Linked DNA regions of Salmo salar: region 1 is linked to region 2. Evidence: chromatin contacts called from public Hi-C data. All regions are on one chromosome and are shown on one strand. The core of a region is the stretch at or near the end of the contact, and the rest is flanking DNA. Distances in the headings are between cores, read along the strand shown.

Region 1 (5,109 bases), core at 1,459-3,958, 45 kb after region 2:
TGTGACAAATAAAATTTGATTTGATTTGCTCTGGCAATTTGGCCTGCAGCTGTAGTGGATCACCCACACACCAGAACCCCGATACAGAGCTCTCAGTGTGTGTGTGTGTGTGTGTGTCTCAGGCTTGCCCAGCAGACACGCGCTGTGAAGTCCTCCTTGCCTCTGCTTTGCTTTTTTTCTTCTCCATCTCGCTCTCTCTCTCTCTCTTTCCCCCCACTCTCCATCGCTTTCTGTCACTCTCCTTCTCTTCCTATTAGGTAGCCATCTCGGGCTGCATCCCTGTCTTTACATCACTCTTGTCTATCCATCCAATCAGTCCATCCATCCCTCTCTCTCTGCCATTGTCAGAGGGCCTCTCTTTTTCTCCCTTCCCCTCGTCTCCCTCCTCCATTCCTCCACCTCCCCTCTAAATTAGTTTTCCTGATTTCCATCCTGATTTGCATGATGAAGGGGTGTTGAAAACCAGCCATCTCTCCAGCTCCATCTCCTCACTGCAGCTCTGCCTCTCCTCCAACCCCCTCTTTCTATTGCTCTCCTCCATCTCCCTACCCCATTCCAGCTCCCCATAAACTCGACCACGTTACATGTCATGATTCCTTACTCCCCCCGGCTGACTCCCCCCCCCCACCCCACCCCAAGCCCTGTCACTAGCTTGATTAATGACAGTGATCACCAACCAGGCCCCAGCCAAGGCAGCCTGCAGCTCTGACAAAACCCTGCACTGTAAGCAGCACAAACACACACCTTTCTCTCTTACTCCAGTAAAGGATACATGCACACACAATAACACACTCATGCATATAACATCATTCTCTCTCTCCCTCTCTTGGCTATAGAGCAGCAGCTGTGGAATACAATAACATAGGGGTATGGAGGAAAGAGTAATGTTTCTCCAACAGTAGACATTATCGGCAGGCACAGCACCGCTCTGTGACAATACACTACAGTAAGAAGCAAGATCTTAACCCATTCACTGCCTTGCTAGAAGCATAATCAATATTACTGAATATAATGACATCAGTCTACACTACAGCGTAATATAACTTAGTAATAGCTCATGGGTACCATATGGGAACCTATAAAACAAGACTATCCACACAACCCACTTCTAATTCCTGTGTTAGAATCATGAGAATTGTAACTCATTCTAATAAACATTGATGCAAGCTGAGCTAAAACAATTCCTCTCGGATACAAACAGATGGTGAAACCAAAGCCATGCAGTAAAAGAGCAAGTTGTCTTGGAAATGTCATATTAATCCACATCCCCAGTGTGCAGCACATGCACTTCTCATGGGATGGTGAGCATGAAATAGGCTGTCCCTATGGGAACAGAACGGAACAGGTTGAGACTATCCCTAGGCACACAGACATACAAGGGAGAGAGGACAATAGTAGTCTCCAGCACTGCCTAAGGGTGCCTGGCTGGCTTTAATGAACATTCTGCAATACAACATTTATAGATATCAGACTAGCTGATAAGGTGTTGAGAACTCAAAGCTTCCAGAACACATAATGTGGAGAATGTCAGGAAATGAGTAGTACTCTATCAGACAAACACATGAGGCTAGGGATACTGGGCTAGCACACTGCGACTATCTGTCCCCAGAACCCAGGCAAGCAAAATGACTTTGGCCGAGGACGCTGTCAACATTGACTGACTGGACAGGGAATGTGTGATAGTAGCGGGATTCTCTGCTCTGCTGCGGTATTTGTTATGATCAGGCATGTGGCTGAATCGATATTCACACTGTGCGGTTACATATCCTATGCGCATGACGTGCACAGTCGTATATCTAGCTATAAACCCCGTTGTGTATCCCAACTATGTTCTGTCGATACAAATGATGAAGTGAAAGACGTATAGGTTATGGAGTATGATGGCGATGCAATGTACATTTCAATATCATATAAGATCTGAACACTGGCCAGAAGGTACGATGGTGGCAATAGATTTTTACTTTTTCTTTTCAATATGGGGGCGTAACAATGCATGTTTGCATATAATACAACCTGTCCAAACATAAAATAAACCATGCTACCGTGTAGCATCAATATATCGATGTGTAGGTTAAACACCAACGATGTGTGTTCAATGAGATACAGACCACATCGGGCTTAGAAAGCTTCACAGAAGACCGCAGGAGGCGCGTAATCACACATACACAATCACCACTGTCCCAGGCAGGCAGCGCGCAGTCCTATCCACTGACAAAATATCCCATTTACAGGACGAAAAAGCCTGCGGTGGATATTTAGCGTTTAGGTTATCACGCACTCCTTTCAACTTGAATAGTCAACAAAAGGTCAGGGCAAGTCCCTACAGAAAGTATGATGTCTTTCTTTACGAGCAGATAGCCCATTCTTTATATCATTCCCAAACAGAAAATGTTCTTACCTGTCCCCACAAGAGATAGCAAAGTGATGACAGACAAGGGAACGGAGTAGTTCCACACGGCCGTAAATGCCATCGTTGATAGTCCCGCTGATCTTTTTGATATTCCTCTTCCTTGGAGAAATCAAAGTGACGTGAACCCGCAGGTTCACCCGCGAATAAAGCCTGGAGTGTGTCTTGTTCTCTTTAACAACATTCGCTGGGGTCTTTTAACATACAAAAAAAGTGCTTACTATTAGACACATACGCCCACTTTTTTTCCTCGTGGACGTGACTAAACGACTGTGGTTCGGACAGTTTTTCTTGGTTACTTAAAGATGTAAATATATTTAAAAGTAAGCGCAGAGGGCGGGACTCGGAACTGTTCTCTGACCAATAAGAAGCAAGGAGCAGGTGGAGGATTGTATATCAAGATGAGGGTGGGTTCAGAAAACAAGGGGAGAGAGGGAGGAAACATACTACAAACTATCAATCAATGTAGGTTGGCAGGGTTGATAACAAACATTAATAGCCTACCAAATAAAAGGTATTTACAAAACATGCATAGTTAAGCCAACGTTTAGAATTATAAGACTGTTTGATATTCAATGAGATGCATTTACAAATATGTATATATATACACAGTATGTTATTGTAACATTCAAAACATACTAGGCTGAAGATTAAAATGTGCTATCATGGCCATATACATGGAAGCTATAGAACTTATTGTCGATCAAAGGAATTTATTACACCTAGTTTGATATTGGAGTAGCCTAGGAGTAAACAGAAAACTTGTGTTTGTTTGTGTTCTAAATGTAAAGTGAAATCATCAGTGTAGTGTAGATGAGAGCACTAGCCTAAATAACAGGTATATTTTAGCAAATTACCGCTTGGAATAGCGCTAATGGAATGAAACCAACAAAACTCTCCAGCGGTTTCAGATCCTTGTTCTAGACAGAGCTTGGGGGCGCAAACAACGGCTGAATAAGAAGCACCGGAGACTCAGTTTACCGTCATGCTGTGGTTGCACTGCACCCTAAATTGAGTTTTCCAGTCAAAGCGTGGCACCAAACGGACCTATTATGAAAATTGTATTTTCTTTTGAATATACCTCAGTAAATATTGTATTATACGTGAATGAATATGTTTCAAAGTAAGTGTTTGGCGACACCTTTGGATGGGGAAAGTGCATAGCATGTCAGATCAGCTCGGAACATGGGCCTATAATTAACATGTATTTGTTAATTAATTAATTCAGCCTGAAAATTATAATATATTTGAAGTAGGGCACATTCTCATTTTCAGCTTTGAAAATTGCTCGATGGAAATGCTGTAGCCCGAAGCCTGAATGTTCCTCTAAAATTGCTACATAAAAAGTGGCCTGTCTCAGTCTCAATAATAGGCCCATCTGTATAAATTATTCTGCCCCGTAGTCATGGGTAGCCTGATATGATTGTAGGCTACTGATTTACCCTTCTGTACTTCTCCCGCTCAACCACACTTCCGTTCCTTCTGTCTTTTGATTTCTATTTGTCCCACGCCGAGATATGTTCGCTTTCATCATGTTGTTTTGCCTAGGATAATATCCGCCCCCCGCATTTCGCGTCCCGTTTCATTTTCCCCTGTCACTTTCTCTCGGAGTGTTTGTTCCCCGGTTGGCGGGAGTCAGCGGCGGCTCCCCCACACCAGATGGGGCATTGTTGGATTTTAATGATGGGGGAACACCTGCCTCTCCAGCGAAAACCGAACTTTAATTTCAACCCATACATTCATACATACATGCAATTTAACAGAATAGAGACCATGTGTTCTAAACAATGTCTTTGAGCGGGCCCTAGTTGCTATATTATTCAAGAGTGGCCTGCTCTAGTCATTCCAATGGAGATGTCCACTGAGACAGGCTTCCAAAGACCGGTATGCTGCTGCTGTCTGTCTTGCTGAGACATGTTGCACTCCAGTTCGCAGCATAGTAGCATCAGCTTGTCACCCAACTATAGGCTAATGTAATAACTAATGTGTGGTTATGGGTATACTTATCACTATATTGTGCATGGATATTCTTAGGAAACAGAATCAACAATGATAAATACTTGGTGTAAGGTAATAACAATGATTCCTAACAATGATTCCTATATGATATGTGAGGTAAAAGTGTAGCTGGTCATCTTTTTGTAAGCCTACTCCAACCCTAGTCATTTAGCTACTGACATGAGGTCAGAAGCCAGACCCTATGCCAGTGTCTAAGGGCAGCCCTCAACTTTACCTGGTGACCTTAGAAGGGAAAGCTGATTCTAGGTTAGTGCCTAGGGGCCAGCGCTATCCAAACACAACCATGGAGGCAGAAAGCCCTCATGCGACTGACCTCGCTGTAGTCTAGTAGTCCTTGGGCCAACCTGTTGAACCAGTAACATCCATGAAGGCGTACACTTTTCACCCATAAATGCCTCAAAGGCCAAAATAAAACACTGTTCACTGGCATTTCGAATGAAGAGCACTTCAAATTTCCAAATGGTATTTTGATGAAGCATGACTGTTTTATGGACTTTTGGCTACACAGTTTTGACCAAAGCCTTTACACCTAGCAGCTAGGACACACAAATAGCCTGTAAAAAGCCAGATGGTGGCTGGAGAAGGAGCTGCAGTGAAGACTTGAATAATCAGTTTAATAACATTATCCTCGCTGTGCTCTGTAGCGTGGACGGTACCCTTTAATGGAGTGTCATTGTTAATAA
Region 2 (4,731 bases), core at 2,154-4,653:
GAGGGAGGGGAAGATGGAGAGAGGGAGGGGAGATGGAGAGAGGGAGGGGGAGATGGAGCGAGGGAGGGAGGGGGAGACGGAGAGAGGGAGGGGGAGATGGAGAGAGGGCGGAGGAAGAGAGGGGGAGACGGAGCGAGGGAGGGGGAGACGGAGCGAGGGAGGGGGGGGAGATGGAGCGAGGGAGGGGGAGACGGAGCAATGGAGGGGGAGATGGAGGAAGAGAGACAGAGATGGAGGGAGGGAGGCGGAGATGGAGGGAGGGAGAGACGGAGAGAGGGAGGGGGAGACGGAGAGAGATAGAGTCAATGAATAGAGAGCCAGAGGAGGATAAAGGGCTTTACTAGAATGAATGCCATGCCATTAAAACCCAATGGACATTGAAGCTGGACTTATGAGGTGGGGATAGAATGAGAGCGAGAGAGAGAGAGAGAGAGAGCGAGAGCGAGAGAGAGAGAGAGAGCGAGAGAGAGCGAGAGAGAGAGAGGTGGTAGAGTGTGACACAGTCACAGCTCCAGTTGACACAATTCCACTGCAACTAAAACTCCTTGGGAAACAGAAGTAGCTCTCTCCTCCTTGACAAACAGTGGAACAAGAGAGAGAGGGAGGGAGTGCTGCTTCTCTATTCTGAAAACCAAAAAAGAGGGAGAGTGTTGGATGTTACACTTAATGGAGAACTGAAGGAGTGTGAGAAATAGGGAGAGAGACAGAAAAGAAAGAGGAGAGGGAGGGAGAGAGGACATTAGAGTAGGGAGGGAGGGAGGGAGGGAGGGAGGGGAAGAGGAAATGAGGTGGCGATTAAAAAAGGGAGCGAGAGAAAGAGTCAAAAAGGAGAGCGAGAAGTTTGTAGCCGTGAGAATTATCATTAATAAAATCTAAAAATAACATTGGCACTTTCCCTTGGTTGGCCTGAGTAATTGTTCTAGCAGGGAAGAAGGTAATTACAGAAGGCTATTAGAATACAAGGCAGGCGCCATGAAATACTCCTACAGGAAGTGTCGGCGAGGAGGAGCGGAGGGTTAAAGCCGTTGGGCGCATGCCATACCAGACGCAGCCTAGTGACCGCCGACCGGGGAGCGGAGACGCTGCATGACTCACCGCCATAATGATGGTCCAAATGTTTTTTGAGAGCCGGTGTCACCATGTCAACACAAAACACACACAGATGCCATCACTCACCCACCTGCTCAGAGTGAGACAGTCAGACAGGGAATGACACACACACAGAGGAAGAGAAAGACGCTAATTCAAACGGACAATTTGACATAAAATACAATCACACAAATACTCACTCAAAGACCTAGAAGTCAGGCACACATGCACACACACACACACATGCACACACACACACACTGACATATACTTCTGTGACCACAAACTCACTTAGATAAAGACATGAATCCTCATAGACATTTTGACATACAATCAAACCAACAGAACTAAACTAACACACACACACACCCACAAACATTAAAGTGGCAATATGTAACTTTTTAATTAAGAAGCGGTTGATCTGTTTAAGAAGCGGTTGATCTGTTCTATGTGCTCTATTTCTATGCTTCCCGTTCTTAAGTTTTGTTTTTGCTACTTTTGGTTTTGTACACCAGCTTCAAACAGCTGAAACAACAATATTTTTGGTTATGGAAAATATATTTCACAGCGGATTATATGATACAATGATTCTCTACACTATACTAGCTTATTTTGTCACAAACAGAAAATTAGACAAACTATTAGAGGTTTAGCAAACAGGAAATGGCAGAGCAAATTCTACATAGTGCAACTTTAATACATGCTGACAGGTAGATATAAAAACACATTGCACTCAGACTGACCTCGTCTCACACACACACACACACACACACACACACACAAAGATGTACATGCCCATGCACACACAAAAAGTGCACTCACACACACCATCTCTTTTGCAGTATTTATAAAAACACACACGCAACGACACACTCCATTGGCAGCAGTCACACACCCGCACAGACACAAACACAGCCACAGCCAGCTTCCTGCTACTACGAGCAACAACATGACCTGTCACTGTCCCTGGGAAGACAATCACAGTGGCATGCTGGCATATGAAATTACACACACACACCCACCCACACATAGCTACCTGCTGGAGGCAGACATGCAAATAGGCTAGCAGCTGCTGGGCAGAGCACGGCATAGAACAGCTCCTGATACACACAATACTCACACAGTCCATGGTCAAACCCCTGCCCCGATCTACACTAATGTAAACACTTACTTCACTGTACATTCTAATGCTCATCATACTACCACACGTGACAGACATTGGCATTGACATGTCAAACTCCCAGCAGACATTGCATAAAGCTTATGTAAGAAAACAGCAGAGTGAGGGAGAGAGACACTACACTACCTCCGGCTGCGTCTCAGATGTTGAGCCAATAACGATGGTGTTGCTGCCAGGAGAAAACCTTGTATCTCCAAAACTGATACATGAAATGGAACAGGAAATGGAAAGATGTTCCATTTGTGAACATAATAGAACGAAACTCCAGATGGTATCTGAATACATTTCATTGGTCCCGGAGTCGTGAAAACACTCAGAAATAGATAAAGCAGAGTTGGCTCTTTAAATCCGTGTACAGAAATGTGATGATGATGAATAATGGGCAAAACACTGGCACCTCTGAGCTTACTGGTGAAGGTGCGTGGGATTTACTCCATGACAACGACGATGAATAAAAGGAGGTGAAATAGGTCACTGTGGATGATAAGTCAATAATAAACCCTGTAAGCCGACAACAAACCCCTACTGATAAATACCTGACACATTCCCATACGGGTTTCACAGACCGTGAGAGAACAGTCCTTACTTTAGAAACAAGGTCATATTTACAGTTTTCTGCTCCCACAAGTGTTGTTTAATTCAGCTATAAAATGTTTTATTGTATAACATCTGATGTTCTTCATCTGCACTTTTCCCAGTAGCCAGGTCCAAGTTAGGGAATTCACGTCACGCTTCAATTGGATTTTGAAAGGACATTGACATTGTAGTGATGGCTTTGGAATCAACTCCCCAACAGGCAAGCTTCCAGTACAACGTTTCCTCTGTCAACTGCAATACTCAAATCATTTCCTGAAACATATGATTAATATGTTGGGCAGTAACACCAGTTACCCTCCTAATAGGGGACAAGTGTTGAGGTATGAAAGGAGAACTCTTAGCGTGATTGGTACTGTGTCCATCTGATGTACAGGGTTAAAGAGCCGCTGAACACGCCGATTGGCACGTGTGTTTTTCTGTTACTCATTAGAAAAACAAGATTACAATCTTGGAGGTGTTTCCTGTCCGATTCTGTGTTTGGTTAAGGATGTTTGTCACCCATGAGCCACTATAGACACGGAAGCCTATTTCACTTCCTCAAAATCCCCAGAATGAATCTAAGACAACTCAAGAGATCTGTAATCAATTTGGACATTTTTGCAGAGGATGTTGTCGTTGCACAATTTTCCATCTAACTAAGGCGTTTGGTGCAGTATTTCTCAAGTAAAGAAATGTGAGACGGGTTGTCTTATGTAAACAAAGTCAGAGCTGCTGGGCAGGTCTGTCTCACTGTCTATGCTATTGGATAGAGAGCGATCACCACAGCTGTTCACCCCATGTCAGTGGACAAACGGACATAATCAAACCAAAACCCAACCTTCATTTACCTGTTGTGATGCACCGACTTTATGACCAAAATGATCCTATTTACACTTTATAGTGAATTTTGACACCAGAATAACTGTTTAGTAACTAGCTGTTATCACAACGATCCGTTGCTTTTTAAAGCCAGTCACTCTAAGAGTTCTACTGTTGGTGTAATAGCCACATGCTAAACCCAGTATGTTGTTTATTAGTACTATTTTGATAAACTTGGGTGTTGGAAATGGGCAGAGCGGTGGGTCGAAAGAGAAAGCCAGAGAGAGAAGAAGCCTAGAGAGAAAGAGAGAAGCCCAGAGATAGCAAGAGGAATGTGTGTGTTTACAGAAGATAAGGAGAATAAGCTAAATGACGGACTGGAGTGAGGAGGCATACTATTAAGCAGGACAAATATGCTTATTCAAACAGCAACTTTCACACCCTGCAAATGAAAATACGTCCGGGAGAGATGGAGAGCGAGAGAAGGAGAAAGAGGGACTGGAAGGGCAAAAGAGTGAGAGAGAATGAGAAGAGCAGCAAGAGATGGATTAGGGAGAACAGAGTGGGAGAGAGAGAGGAGATAAAGGGAACAGTGCAATTTCATTTATCTAATTACATTTATCTTCCTGCTTTCGCAAACAAACAACAGAGACAAATGGTGCTTGCTGAATACATACACAAACAGGCACAGCAGACACACAACAACAACATGGCACAGACAGAGGCACAGAGACACACGCACACACAAACACACACACACACTACCCACACAGTGACCGATGCCTCGCACCCAAACAAAAACCCACCAGAAGCCAGTAGAGGAAAAAGAAAGAAACAAAGTGAAAAAGAGAGGCAACCAAATGAGGAGAATGAGGAGGAGGGAGGACAGAGAAGATAAGGGCACAACCCAGATTGACACTGTAAAATGTATGTGTGGCCGCAAAGGGGAAGGTGTGAGAGAAAGAAGGGGAAGACAGGAAACGTGATCAACACAGGTACAAGAGGGAGAGAAAATAGTCCCAACACAGACAGGTTGAAGGCTTTGGCCTTTGCATCCCTGATGATCT

The links. A called contact is a pair of places that touch in the nucleus more often than the background predicts.
Region 1: a Hi-C map of blood shows a contact between it and region 2, with 2.4 times the contacts expected there. The contact joins the promoter of LOC106577561 here to the enhancer-like site in region 2. A contact is called at or near these places in 2 of 3 Hi-C or Micro-C datasets (blood and gill).

What each region holds. Positions count from the first base shown.
Region 1 is chrssa02:24,669,356-24,674,464 of Ssal_v3.1, forward strand. LOC106577561 (cell adhesion molecule 4-like) reads right to left here and starts at 2,709. Exons shown (of 9, transcript XM_045713019.1): 1 at 2,399-2,709. The coding sequence starts at 2,471.
Region 2 is chrssa02:24,623,773-24,628,503 of Ssal_v3.1, forward strand. All of the region lies in intron 1 of LOC106577561 (cell adhesion molecule 4-like), which reads right to left. Among protein-coding and RNA genes, the nearest start is that of LOC106577561, 46 kb to the right of the region's middle. Within about 2 kb of position 3,404, at least 1 of the 13 cell types and tissues checked has an H3K27ac peak or open chromatin away from gene starts, as enhancers often do.